Regions from separate parts of the Danio rerio genome. Here region 2 is linked to region 1. Evidence: chromatin contacts called from public HiCAR-type data. All regions are on one chromosome and are shown on one strand. Each heading gives the region's core, a stretch centred on a gene start, on an enhancer-like site or on the middle of the called end of the contact. The rest is flanking DNA. Distances are from core to core; before and after follow the strand shown.

Region 1 (5,758 bases), core at 2,004-4,503:
CATGCATTTACACAATAAGTACATTGTAACAAACTATTAGTTCCTATGCAAGTACATATTAGTTAAGGCCACTTAATATAAAGTGGGACCTGTTTTATTATAAGAAGGATATACCTTGTCCAGGAAAGGGGGTCGATCTGAGGAGGATTCTTTGGAGATGACTGAAGGCCTACAGCCCATTGGTTTATTGACTAGGCCGTTGTTGTAGTCAGACATTCCCATCCCCCTTTTATCTAGTTCCGTCTTCTTCTCTAACAGGGCGCCTACAACACAACAAACACAATATTCTAGTAAAGACGTTCTTAAAGTTCTTAAAAGAATGAAAGATTTTGGGGGTATAAAACGTACTCATGGCCTGATCCAAGTTCATGTTGTTGCTCTTAAGAGCTTCTTCGGCAGGGTCTCTCTACAAAGGCAAAGGGACAACAGTCAAACATGCAGATGGAGAAATCCTACTAAATGAAATATAAGCAGTACTCACAGGGAAGCCCATGTCAGTCAACTGCTTGATGAGACGATTCATTATCCAGGTTTCATCCTGTTTGTTTGTGACTTTTCCCTTAAAAAAGAGAGATAGATGAGCTCTTTCTGAAGCATGTACAGTTTAGTGATTAGGCACAGGATAATAACTGTTTTCAAGGTATAAAACGGTTGAGAAAAATCAAGGTTATAAAACAGCCAAAACTTTTTGTTATACTGTTCCTAAGACATGTGTAAGATTTAAAAAAATATTTATTTAGGAAAAGAGTATCTCTAACAGAAATTGTAAATATTGTAAAGAATGTAATGTAAATGTAAAGAAATGTGTTTTTTAAACAAATGAAGACAGCAGAAGTCAATGATTGATTTAAATTATTTAGCCTGACATGTTTACTGTTCCAAAATGTTTCAAATGTTTCTATATTTCGAATGTTTCTGTTTCAAATTTTTCTATGTTTGAAATGTTTATATATTGTGTTCAGAGGATAATTTTCTTTTTACGCAGACAATTAGAAAAGAATATATTTTAGAACAGTAATTACAATACCGTGAAACCATGATATTTTTATCCAAGGTTACCATAATGTCAGAATCATATACCAGACCATGCCTAATTGTGATGAACACCAGAATAAATCCATTATATAAATATAAAAATTTTATAAATTATTTACCTTTGGTGGGCCCTTTTTCGGTGGGTTGCCCCAGGAGCTGCAGGAGGAGTTGCTCTCCTGAGACGCAGTGTTGTTCCACATGTCACCCTCATCCTGCTCCCATTGCCCTGCAGACAGGCCCATGTCCTCACCACCTCCCCAACTATCTTGCATAGATTTGGGGGCTGGAGAAAAAAAAAAGTTTTTTTATTCTTTTTTTTTTAATTACCCAGGTTTACAAACAACAGAAACAAACCCTTTTACTTAATTTAGAAAAACCTGTGCAATCCTGCAGTACATTTTTGCAACAACAGGGGGCCCTGTTGTTACACATTCAAAGCTCTGATAACTAGCACCTGACACCATGTCATTCAGCACTCAAACGCAAAAGCAGTATCATTGCATGTGTTTTGCATTTTAAATAAAGTAAGAAAAATTAATTTAAAGATTTTACATAAAATATACCCAACCAATGTGCTACTTTCCAAAGTTTTAGATATCGAGAAAGAATGTTCATTTTGTAAAAACAGTGAGGAATCCTTATGTCACTTATTCGTTGATTGTCAGTGTGCAATTATTTTGGAAGGACTGTTTTTCTGATTATTCTGCTAAAAATAATATGTTGATAACATTGAATGCAAAAGAAATTATTTATTTTGAAAATGGTGATAAACAAATTAACAATTTTGTTAATTTGATCATTTTAAATGGTAAATTTTTCATCCACAAATGTCGACTTTCAAAATCTCCTCCTTTATACAAGATATTTGTCAACGAAATTATTCTGTTAAAGAAGTCTCTCAAAGTTGTAAAAAATGTAAAAGCTCTGTCTATTGTAAGCTATTATGAATCTGTTCTTGGCGTCTTGTGAATGTCTTCCTTTTGTTTTGTTTTTTTTGTTTTTTTTATTTTATTTTAATTATCTTTGGAATTTTTGCTTGTTGCCTGTTTTTGCTGTATTTGTAAATTACTAATGCATAATAAAAAAAAATACAAAATAAAAAAAAAAGTATCATTGCATGCGATTCCTTAAAATCTTGTATAACAATTTAAAGCAATTAGAATATTGAAACTAACCAGGTTTGCAGGGGGCAGATCCAGGGGGTCCATTGCCTCGGCTATAGACCTCAGGGCCGTTTTCACCCCAGCTGCCACAGCTACCTGGGGGTTTGCCCCATGCTGAAGTGCCATTGTCCACACTTGCAGCAGGAGCTGCTGGCTCTCCCCATAAAGGTTCAGGTTTTGAATGGGCATTTGTCATCTCTCCCCATCCTGCATAAGAATACTGCAAACTTCAGGACAAATTCAGGGTTTTCACAACCCTTTTCTACATAGCTAAACAATGATAAAACGGGCATCATTTAATAAATAGTTCATGTAATAAATAAGGGGGAAAGCGTATCATCATATTCTGCCATTTTCAAAGTAAACCTAGGTATTTTTAATAATATGACAACACCTTTATATAGACCATTTCAATGTGGTCATGTCATTGGCCCATGAACATTTCCTGCTTGTTATCAAACGATTTCATAACTGTAACAAGAGGCAATTCAATCGTAACTTAATGTTAAATCAGCTGTCATTACATTATTTATCAATATGTGGCTCTTTTTCGACAGCTAAAGAAATGAAAAATGTAAAACAGAAAATACATTGGGACCATTGTTTTTGTTTACATCTCCTAAAATGATCTTTAGATTTATGACAACTCCTTTTATTGTCGTAAGCACACAGAATATGAAAACACTAATGTCAGATCTGAAAAATGTTTACAGTTTTAAACAAATCAATTCCGAAAATTACAATTAAGGTAATATTTTGAAACACCATTAAATTTTACTTATACTGGTATACTTGCACTGTGCTAATGTCCTGTACTTTTTTTTGCAAAACAACTTTGCAATATTTCCTCGACAAATAACATCATAATTATAACTGTAACTGTAAAACATATTGGAATAAAAATTAGCTCCTCTGTCTTAAATGGAATAGTATGCTGCAATTTTAAATGTCTGTTTAGTTCTTGGCACAGGGGACATCTGAGGATGCCATGTTAAATACAGCTTTGGCAGAAGGAGTGCAAATCTACATAGAAACAGCAGAGGGCGCCGGGTCTGTTCCAAGTATCCTGCTGAGGCCTACTGATACTCCCCACAGATGACAGCCAAACTCTAATTACACACTGCATCCTGGCTCAAATAATATGTTGAACTTCACTCATAGACAGAATGCAAACACTATTACTGCAGCATTACTCACATTTTACTTATGACAACATAATCTAAAGTATAACTACTATCTAGTTAACTAGTTATATTTAAAAGGGTAAAAGTAAAAAGCTGTGTTTCTCACCTGGATTCATGTGGGTTGTTCTATTGTGAGATGGCCCTGTTTGATGTGGGCCAGCGTTATCAGGAGAAATGTGATTATTGTTTGAGTTTGGCCCTCCATGGTTGTGGGATTGTATGGGAGGCTGATTATGATGGGGATGATGATGATGGTTGTTGGGTACATTGTTGGCATTGCTAGGTCCTGGTTTGCCTTGCATTCCAGGGTTATTCCTGTCCCAGAGATTGACTGTTTTGTTGTAAGTGCTTGGGTCACCCCAAACTGAGGTACCATCATCGATCTCCATCTTACGGCGAATGGAGGGTGGAGAGGGCTCCTCCCATCCAGTGGGGTCTCCAGTGTGGTCAGGTTTAACACCTCCACCATTTCCTCCATTCCATCCAGAGCAACTCTGCTTTACCGAGCTAGGACCTCCCCAAGAACCCATGCTTCCACTGGTGCTATTGCCATTGGTACCCTCCTGAGGCTTGTTATTCCATCCTTGTGGTGGCACACTGGGGCGTTGTGCTTCTCCCCAGTTTCCTCCTACTCCAGCAGAAGGCTTGGTCCATCCTCTGGATCCCTCATTTAAGCCTGTACCCTCTCCCTCCCAGGTAGAGCTGGAGGGACCATTTTTCTTTCCATCTCCAGGTTCACCCCATTCTCCTCCAGAACCACTTTCTCCACCAGGTCCATTACCCCACCCGTGAGATTTGGGTCCCTCAACCCAGCACTGTGGTTTGGCTTTAGCGTGACTGTCTTCCCAGGTCGGAGACTTCTCTTCCGAACCCCAAGTCTGACCACTTTTCTGCAGGTTGCCTCCTGGGCCTCCAGCTGAGGTGCTGCCCCAATCTCCAGGACCAATTGAAGGTTTCTTGTTGCTGGTTGTATCTGCCCAACCAGAGCCAGCCTGGGGTGATGACATTGCTGTGCCCCATCCAGGTGCAGCACCAGTACTAGGGCAGGGGCCTTCACTCTTGCCTCCAGAGTCAGGTCTGGATGTAGTGCCTGAGTTTGGGTTGGCACTGCCAGAATTAGATGTTGGTCCTACATTGGCTGCATTTGAAGACGAGCCCCAGGCCTCAGTTCCAATGTCATTCTTGCGGTTGGAGCGAGCAGCTTCTTCGGTTTCCCAAGCAGTATGCTGCCGCACAGGTGTTTGTCCCCAGCCTGTGTTGCACAAAACCCGAGGATCCATATCCTGGGCAGGCAGAATAGGAGAAGTCTCATCTCTTGATGATCGATCCCTCCTGCGATGATGGCATTCCATGCTGTCACTACTTCCCTCACTAGCTGGGGCATTGGGCCCACGGACCCAAGAATTTAGCTGCTGTTCTTGGGTGGGAGAGCCTGAAGAATTCCATCCTTTGGTGTCAATGTTGGAATGCTTACCCCAGTCACCAGATGAGGCAGCTTGTCCCCAGCCAGAAGTGCCCGAGGCCCCTCCTTGTACCCAGTGCCCTGAGTCCCAATCAGAGTCTTTTGAGCCACCACCAGACTTGGCATCTCCATTACCCCAAATAGGTTCCCTATCCCCGTTGACCTGCGAGGATCCTCCTTGGGATTGAACAAATGAGCCCATGCCTGGAGGTCCAACCCCCCAGTTTGACAGGCTGTGACCAGGACTTCTGGGCTCCTGCTTAGTGTGATTTGGTCCATCAGTGTTAAGGTTCTGAGGTTCAGAGCTGAAAGACACATTCGTGGATGGGGTGGAGTGTGGCTCTGAGGAGTCACTGGGCATAATACTACCCCATGTGGTACTGCCATTGCCACTGCCACCATTACTTGCAGAATTTCCATTGGGACCACCTATACTGCCACTGTTGCTAGAGCCCTGGCTGGGCAGAGTGCCCGGTGGGCTACAGAGATTAGGAGGAGGGTTGCTTCCCCCTGAGCTGCCGCCACCCATGCCAGACCCTTCATGCCCCAGAACTGGCCAGGCAGAGGGGTTGGCATTAGGGTTTAAGTTCAAGTTAAAGTTAGAGGAGCCCCAACCCCTGGCTCCCACTGATGTGCTGGAGACTTCATTCTTCCCTTCTCCACTGGCAGGAGATTGGCCAGAGCCCCAGCCTCTGCTGGCCCCACCCTGACTAGAGAGCAGGCCTCCTGAGTGGCTGACATTGGCTTTGCTTGTGTGATTGGCGGAGAAATGGCCTTGCTGGCCAGCTCCAGTGGCCATGCTCATGCTGCTGATGTCACTGATACTTTCAGTGTCCAAAGGGCATCCTGCAGGAACGTGGCTTTCTTTGCATGAAATTGATGGCCAAGCCTCCGTATCGCGCTCGTCAATAATC
Region 2 (5,758 bases), core at 383-2,882, 190 kb after region 1:
ATAGCATTTTATATATTTTTCTTCAACAAATTATTAATTAAAATATATTATATCAAATATATACAGCTTTTACAAATGCTATACTTTTTCAATTATTTGCCAAGTAATGTTTAACACTGCAAGAAAATGTTTACGGTATAACGGTATAAATAATTTGGTAAGAAAAATGACTAACAAAGTAATTTGGAAACATTGTAAATGATGAAAGAAGAATTTAACATGTCTTAATGAACAAAGTTTGGAATGCATATTTGATGCATACGTTAAAATGGTTCTTCCTCTGCTTTTAAACTCATAAATGAACACTTGTGATCGGTTCATGAGACCGGCCAGATTATTGAGTACCGATTGAGTCATAAAATGTAATTATCTCTGGCCGATCGAACGGAGCATCCCCAGTATTTTTGTACTGGAGAAATTCTTATTTCTTTTAGTTTGGTTGGAATAAATTTTTTTAATCTATTTTTAGGTTCATATTATTAGCTTTTTAAATATATATATATATATATATATATATATATATATATATATATATATATATATATATATATATATATATATATATATATTTTTTTTTTTTTTTTTATATATACAAACAAACCCATATAAAACCCATATAAAAATATATATTTTTTTAATAGATACAAACAAACCCGTCTTCTCCAATAACGTGCCTAATAATAAACTAGTTAAGCCTTTAAAATGCACTTTACTTGTATCTTGCAAAATGATGAGTAAAATATTATTTACTGTCAGTGTGACAAAGACAAACTTAGTTATTATAGATTAGTAATTAAAACAATAATATTAAAGAAATCATCTCTCCAACTAACAGTACTGTGAAATTCTATTTCTTTTAAAATGTTTCCAAAAGAGTGTTAATAATTTAAATATACAGGTCAGAATTAAGGATTTAAATTAATGAGTCATACATAACTTCACAAAATTCAAGTTTCAATTTTAGATGAAATCAGTAATTCTTCAATCTTCTAAATGAACATGCATGAATAGAAAATGCATTTTAAATAGTTTCTTTCCCTCATCTGTTGGAATAGCAAGAAAATGAACAACCATCTGTTGAAAAAACCAAGCAACTTAATCTACTTTGATCGCTATCATAGACATCAGTTTATGTCTTCAAACTTCAATCTGTTTTAACAGTAATTGAACTTTTTGTTAACCGAAATAATAAAATCGTGTGATTGAAGACTAAAGACTGAAGCTTCATTACTACATGTCAACTGCTCTTTCTTAGTCGAACGCAGAGCTGAATGTTTGCTGTGATCATACCTGTCAAAATTTAACAAGCAGCTGAATAGCAGTCATTTAGGAAAAAGAGTGTGTGGGTGAAGAGCAGCTAGAGAATATGTACATTAAAACATTACTGCATGTATTATTTTATACTTCAATATATTACTATATAACTATATAAAATAAAAAGAATTACAACTCTAAAATTGACTGCAAGCAATATATGATCTCGCCTGCTGCTTTTACGAGTACTTAAGTACTTGACTTCCTTTACAATCATCCTTAAGCAAGGAAAATGGTGATGTCATCATCATCAATGGGTCACATCCCTGCAGGCACTCATGATAAAGGCATTTTAACTGTCCGGCAGTCAACATGACTCACTCAATGTTCTTGTGAGTGGCTCCTCATTTACAGAGGATAAGCCTTTCTGATGTTTGACTCACAGCCGTGCGTCTGCAGTTAATGAGCTCCCTTGATGTGCTTTTGGAACGCTTGCTGTCTGCATAGTCCGCTAATCACCTTCTCTCTTTCTTCTCTAAAGAGGCTTTTGAGACCAAAAGAGTCACAATACCTTCAATGGTTCCCCATTTTGTTTTTCTTCCCAAGAGTCGTCTCCCATTGACCTGGTACTCCTGGTCACTTCCTACTACTGCGAAAGGGATCATCTCCTAATGGAGATTAGAAAGAACCAAATAATATCACCATGTTTTCAATGAACTACGAATGTTTTTTTTCTTGTAGTGCAAGCTTACTCTTATTTTCTCATTAATCATTCTGTCCTCTGCATCCTCGTCAAACTCTTTCTGTGGATAGACGTCAATCCCATTGGCTCGAAGCTCTTCCCTGATCTGCACAAAATTAAAGCAAAGTACATGGGCCAAACGTGAATAGACCTTCAAGCATCATAGACAAGCTACCGTTTCTTTGAATGTACTGTATTTATTAGGTATACAAGTAAAATGTTAATGTTTGTTTTATTCTATACCATTTCAAATTCCAATTGCAAATTAAAAATTCAAATGTCATTAATAGGGATGCAATGATTAACCTATTTCGGTATTAATCGTGCTTTAATTCGTTGCGGTTAATTAGGCATAAAGGCCTCTCAACACGAGCTTCTGCATGGAACAAAACTGCTGCAACTAAAAGTTATGCCAACTGTGCTCTAGTTAAAAATTCCAAGCTTGTACACAACACGCACGCACAAAGGATTAAAGGCTGATTTTAACTATGACTGAGGCTATTAAGGTAGGGCCATTCACATTTCCTGTCTTTTGCGCGAGCACAATGTCATCATTTCCAATCCCAAGTTATTTAGAGGATTTCTTTATTATTATTATTATTTTTTTTTTTTTTTTGCAGAAAATGACAAATGGCCAAAACAGCAAATGTTTTCGAACAGGAGTTATTTCACTAAATACTGTTTTCTTTTGTATTTAAGACTAAAAACATGGTTTCTTCATTTATTATTTACAACCTATTATTCTTCAATGATTAAACTACAAACACTACATTTTAACCACACAGCTATAATATCAAACAGAATATTTTCACAACTAATAAACTTACAAAACTTTATGGGGGTTTTGTCCATTAACAATCCATTTGAAATCAAAGTTATTGGATGGTGGACTCAATATGTTAATTTGAAGGATTTCTATAAACTAGTGTGCTCCAAAAAGTGACAGAATTTGCATTAAAAGAAGCTCCACCTAAATGAATCAACCATTTTTTTTATATCACCGCATACTTCAGTTTTTCATCAAATCCTGACCAAACAAATGCTCTCTAGTATCTAACATGCACCATCCCCTTGCGATATGTGATTGCTGTATGCGCTTAAACTTAACTACTCTTACTGCAAAAGCTATGATAAAAATGAAATGCTATTGCCTGTTTTGTTTTTAAAAAGAGAAAGGGCTACTCTATTTCTGCCCATTATTTATGTTTCAGTTCAACTTACATCACACATAAAAAAAAATAAAAATAAAAATAAAAACTGCACTTTACAAAGCACTTCACAGGATCTTTAAAGTTTTTTTTTTATCTATGGTTTAATCTGATAGATAACAGTAAACTGTAAACCCCAAAAGTTAGGGTACATTTTATGAAACTGATTGCAACAAACCATTTAAGTTCAAAAACTAATCCTAATAAGTACTATGAACTTAATCCGTTTGAGTATATGAAGCAATTTCAGCACAGTAAACACAAAAAATGAAGAGAACTCAAACCAATTGAGTGCTGTAAAACCCAATAAGTTAAGGCAACTCAAACTGTTTGAGAAAACTGATTGTTACAAACCAATTGAGTAAAAAAAACTAATCTATGAGTACTGTGAGCTTAGTCCATTTAAGTTGAAGTAATAAGGTATTTAATTAACTCATTACCTTCAACACAGAGTTCAAAACTCTTTTCAAATGAGTTAACTTTCAGTAAATTTTAAGTTAATTTGATAAAGTTGACTGTTGGGATTTACGGTGTACAGGAAATTGAACTCAATGTACATCCCTCAGAGCTACAACAGTCTGCAAGAGACAACACATAGTGATCATGGACTTCTCTGAAACTACTTTGGGATTTTTTTGTCCTTGGTAAAGAAAAAACGTTTTGAAATCTGACAGCCAATTTTTATTTTTTTTTTTTTAAAAAAGAGAAAGGTCTAGAGTATTTCTGTTTTAATACTCATGCAAAAAAAAACACGCCAGCACAAGCAGTTGCTGACGTTGGCAATCCCTTCCTTTCTGCTATGTGAAATGCAACTAACAACCCCAAAACAGATGTTGCTTACATACACCTCATCACACCATGTGTCACCTCAGTCTCATACCATTACTCAAAAACTGCAGAAACTCTTACACTGACTTTGTTTCAGCATAATAAAAATACTTTTTTTTTTGCTGTGTGAATTGTCTGAAGTAATCAAACCTCACATTATAAATAAGCAGTATTGTTTCTGCAGGAGTAGTAGACTAGACACCATCTGCAATCTTGGAAACCTCTTAGGAAAGAAAAAGAGTCAGTTTGCCAACTTCAGCTAGAATAACAACATGACAGCATGTACCAGTTCCTCCACGCATCAATGCATTGGTTTGTGGTCTTCAGAGTATTCCAATGGGGATCACAGCACAAAGATCCGCACTGTATTTTGTCTGTTATTTAAAACCTCTCAGTCCATCTCTTTGTTAGATATGAATTCGTACATCTTAAACATAGAAAAGAAAATACAATGCCTACCATAAAGAAAAGGAATAGTATTTAATAAATGTGTTGCATGGAAAGTTCTTTTTCATGCTCTTTTTATATTTAGTATCTTTCTTTTAAATTTATTGATCTTATTTGTATTTTTATATGATTGTTTCGAGTTCTTGCGTTATCTGTATACACCCAGGGTCTGAGAGTAATTCCAATTCTCTGCATGTCTGTAAATGTGGCTGAACTAACAAACCTGACTTTAACAATGTATATGGAAACAAGATTTTGAAAAATGTTTATGCTATTTTCAAGAAATCATTTAGAAAACTCAAAAAGTCATGTAGTACAACATGCTTATATTTTTCTTGCAAAGTTTCTTATGTATATATTCCTCACAGTTCTGTCTATAAAACATTTGAAATAAATTCTTAACTCAGATACTAGGAATGCACCGATCGATAGGCTAGAGATAAGCATCGGCCAATAATCACATTTTATGACTCGATCAACTCGCCTATCTGGTCGTCTCATCCAACAGTAAGACCTCTGCCGGAAGATACGCAAGTCTCCCGCATATTCATAGCTGCTCTGTTAGACCCGCAAATCATGGCGACAAGAACGAATGGTGGATGAGCAAGAGAACAGATCACGAGAGGCACATTGATGTTCAGACATTACAGCTGTTAGGTTAAATAAATAGAACTTTTTTTATTAGTTTTTAGGCCTATTTACTTTTACTAAATAAGTCATAAATGTATATGTGTGCATTTTAACTTTTCCAAACTTTTTCTTCAGGGAGACATGTTAAATGATTATTCCATCATTTGCAATGGTTCTAATATGCATTGTCAAGCATTTTTTTAATTGTTTTGATCTATTTTATTCTGTAAACCTGCTTCTGGCCAGGACATGTTCACACTAAATGGTTTTAAGAGACATGTGAAAGTAATTATATGCAACATGATTTATTCTCTCAGGTAAGGCGAGATCCCCACTTAAGTAACATACTTTGAGGGAAAATATACTTGATGCATTATAAAGCATGAAGAATCAGAATCAGTTCTCTGTACTGGTCAATCATGATGACAAGGAATCATTATAGGCCTCAAAAATGCTGGTCAGAGCATCCCTATTAAATACCATGAAGGTTTTTAACGCCATCTCACCCGTCATAAACCTTTATAAAAGTTATTGAAAGATAACCGACTTGGAAAAATTACATATATTAGCAGTCATATTATTTTACATTTTTGTCTTTTGAACAACAGATTTATTCCCCTATCATTATGATATTAGAATAGTACTGTCC

The links. HiCAR-type assays count read pairs that join an accessible place to other places.
Region 2: a contact with region 1 is called in a HiCAR-type map of caudal fin, with 3 times the contacts expected there. The contact joins two enhancer-like sites. A contact is called at or near these places in 3 of 18 Hi-C or Micro-C datasets (embryo, hematopoietic stem cells and an unstated tissue) and 1 of 4 datasets of contacts at active chromatin or transcription factors (caudal fin).

What each region holds. Positions count from the first base shown.
Region 1 is chr3:33,127,263-33,133,020 of GRCz12tu, forward strand. It overlaps tnrc6c1 (trinucleotide repeat containing adaptor 6C1), which reads right to left. Exons shown (of 21, transcript XM_073944712.1): 4 at 3,489-5,758; 5 at 2,211-2,405; 6 at 1,155-1,318; 7 at 482-559; 8 at 349-406; 9 at 115-263. Among named protein-coding and RNA genes, the nearest start is that of znf207a, 42 kb to the left of the region's middle. Within about 2 kb of position 3,254, at least 4 of the 62 cell types and tissues checked have an H3K27ac peak or open chromatin away from gene starts, as enhancers often do.
Region 2 is chr3:33,315,004-33,320,761 of GRCz12tu, forward strand. septin9a (septin 9a) reads right to left here. Exons shown (of 12, transcript NM_001423665.1): 9 at 2,007-2,102; 10 at 1,826-1,922. Among named protein-coding and RNA genes, the nearest start is that of septin9a, 120 kb to the right of the region's middle. Within about 2 kb of position 1,633, at least 5 of the 62 cell types and tissues checked have an H3K27ac peak or open chromatin away from gene starts, as enhancers often do.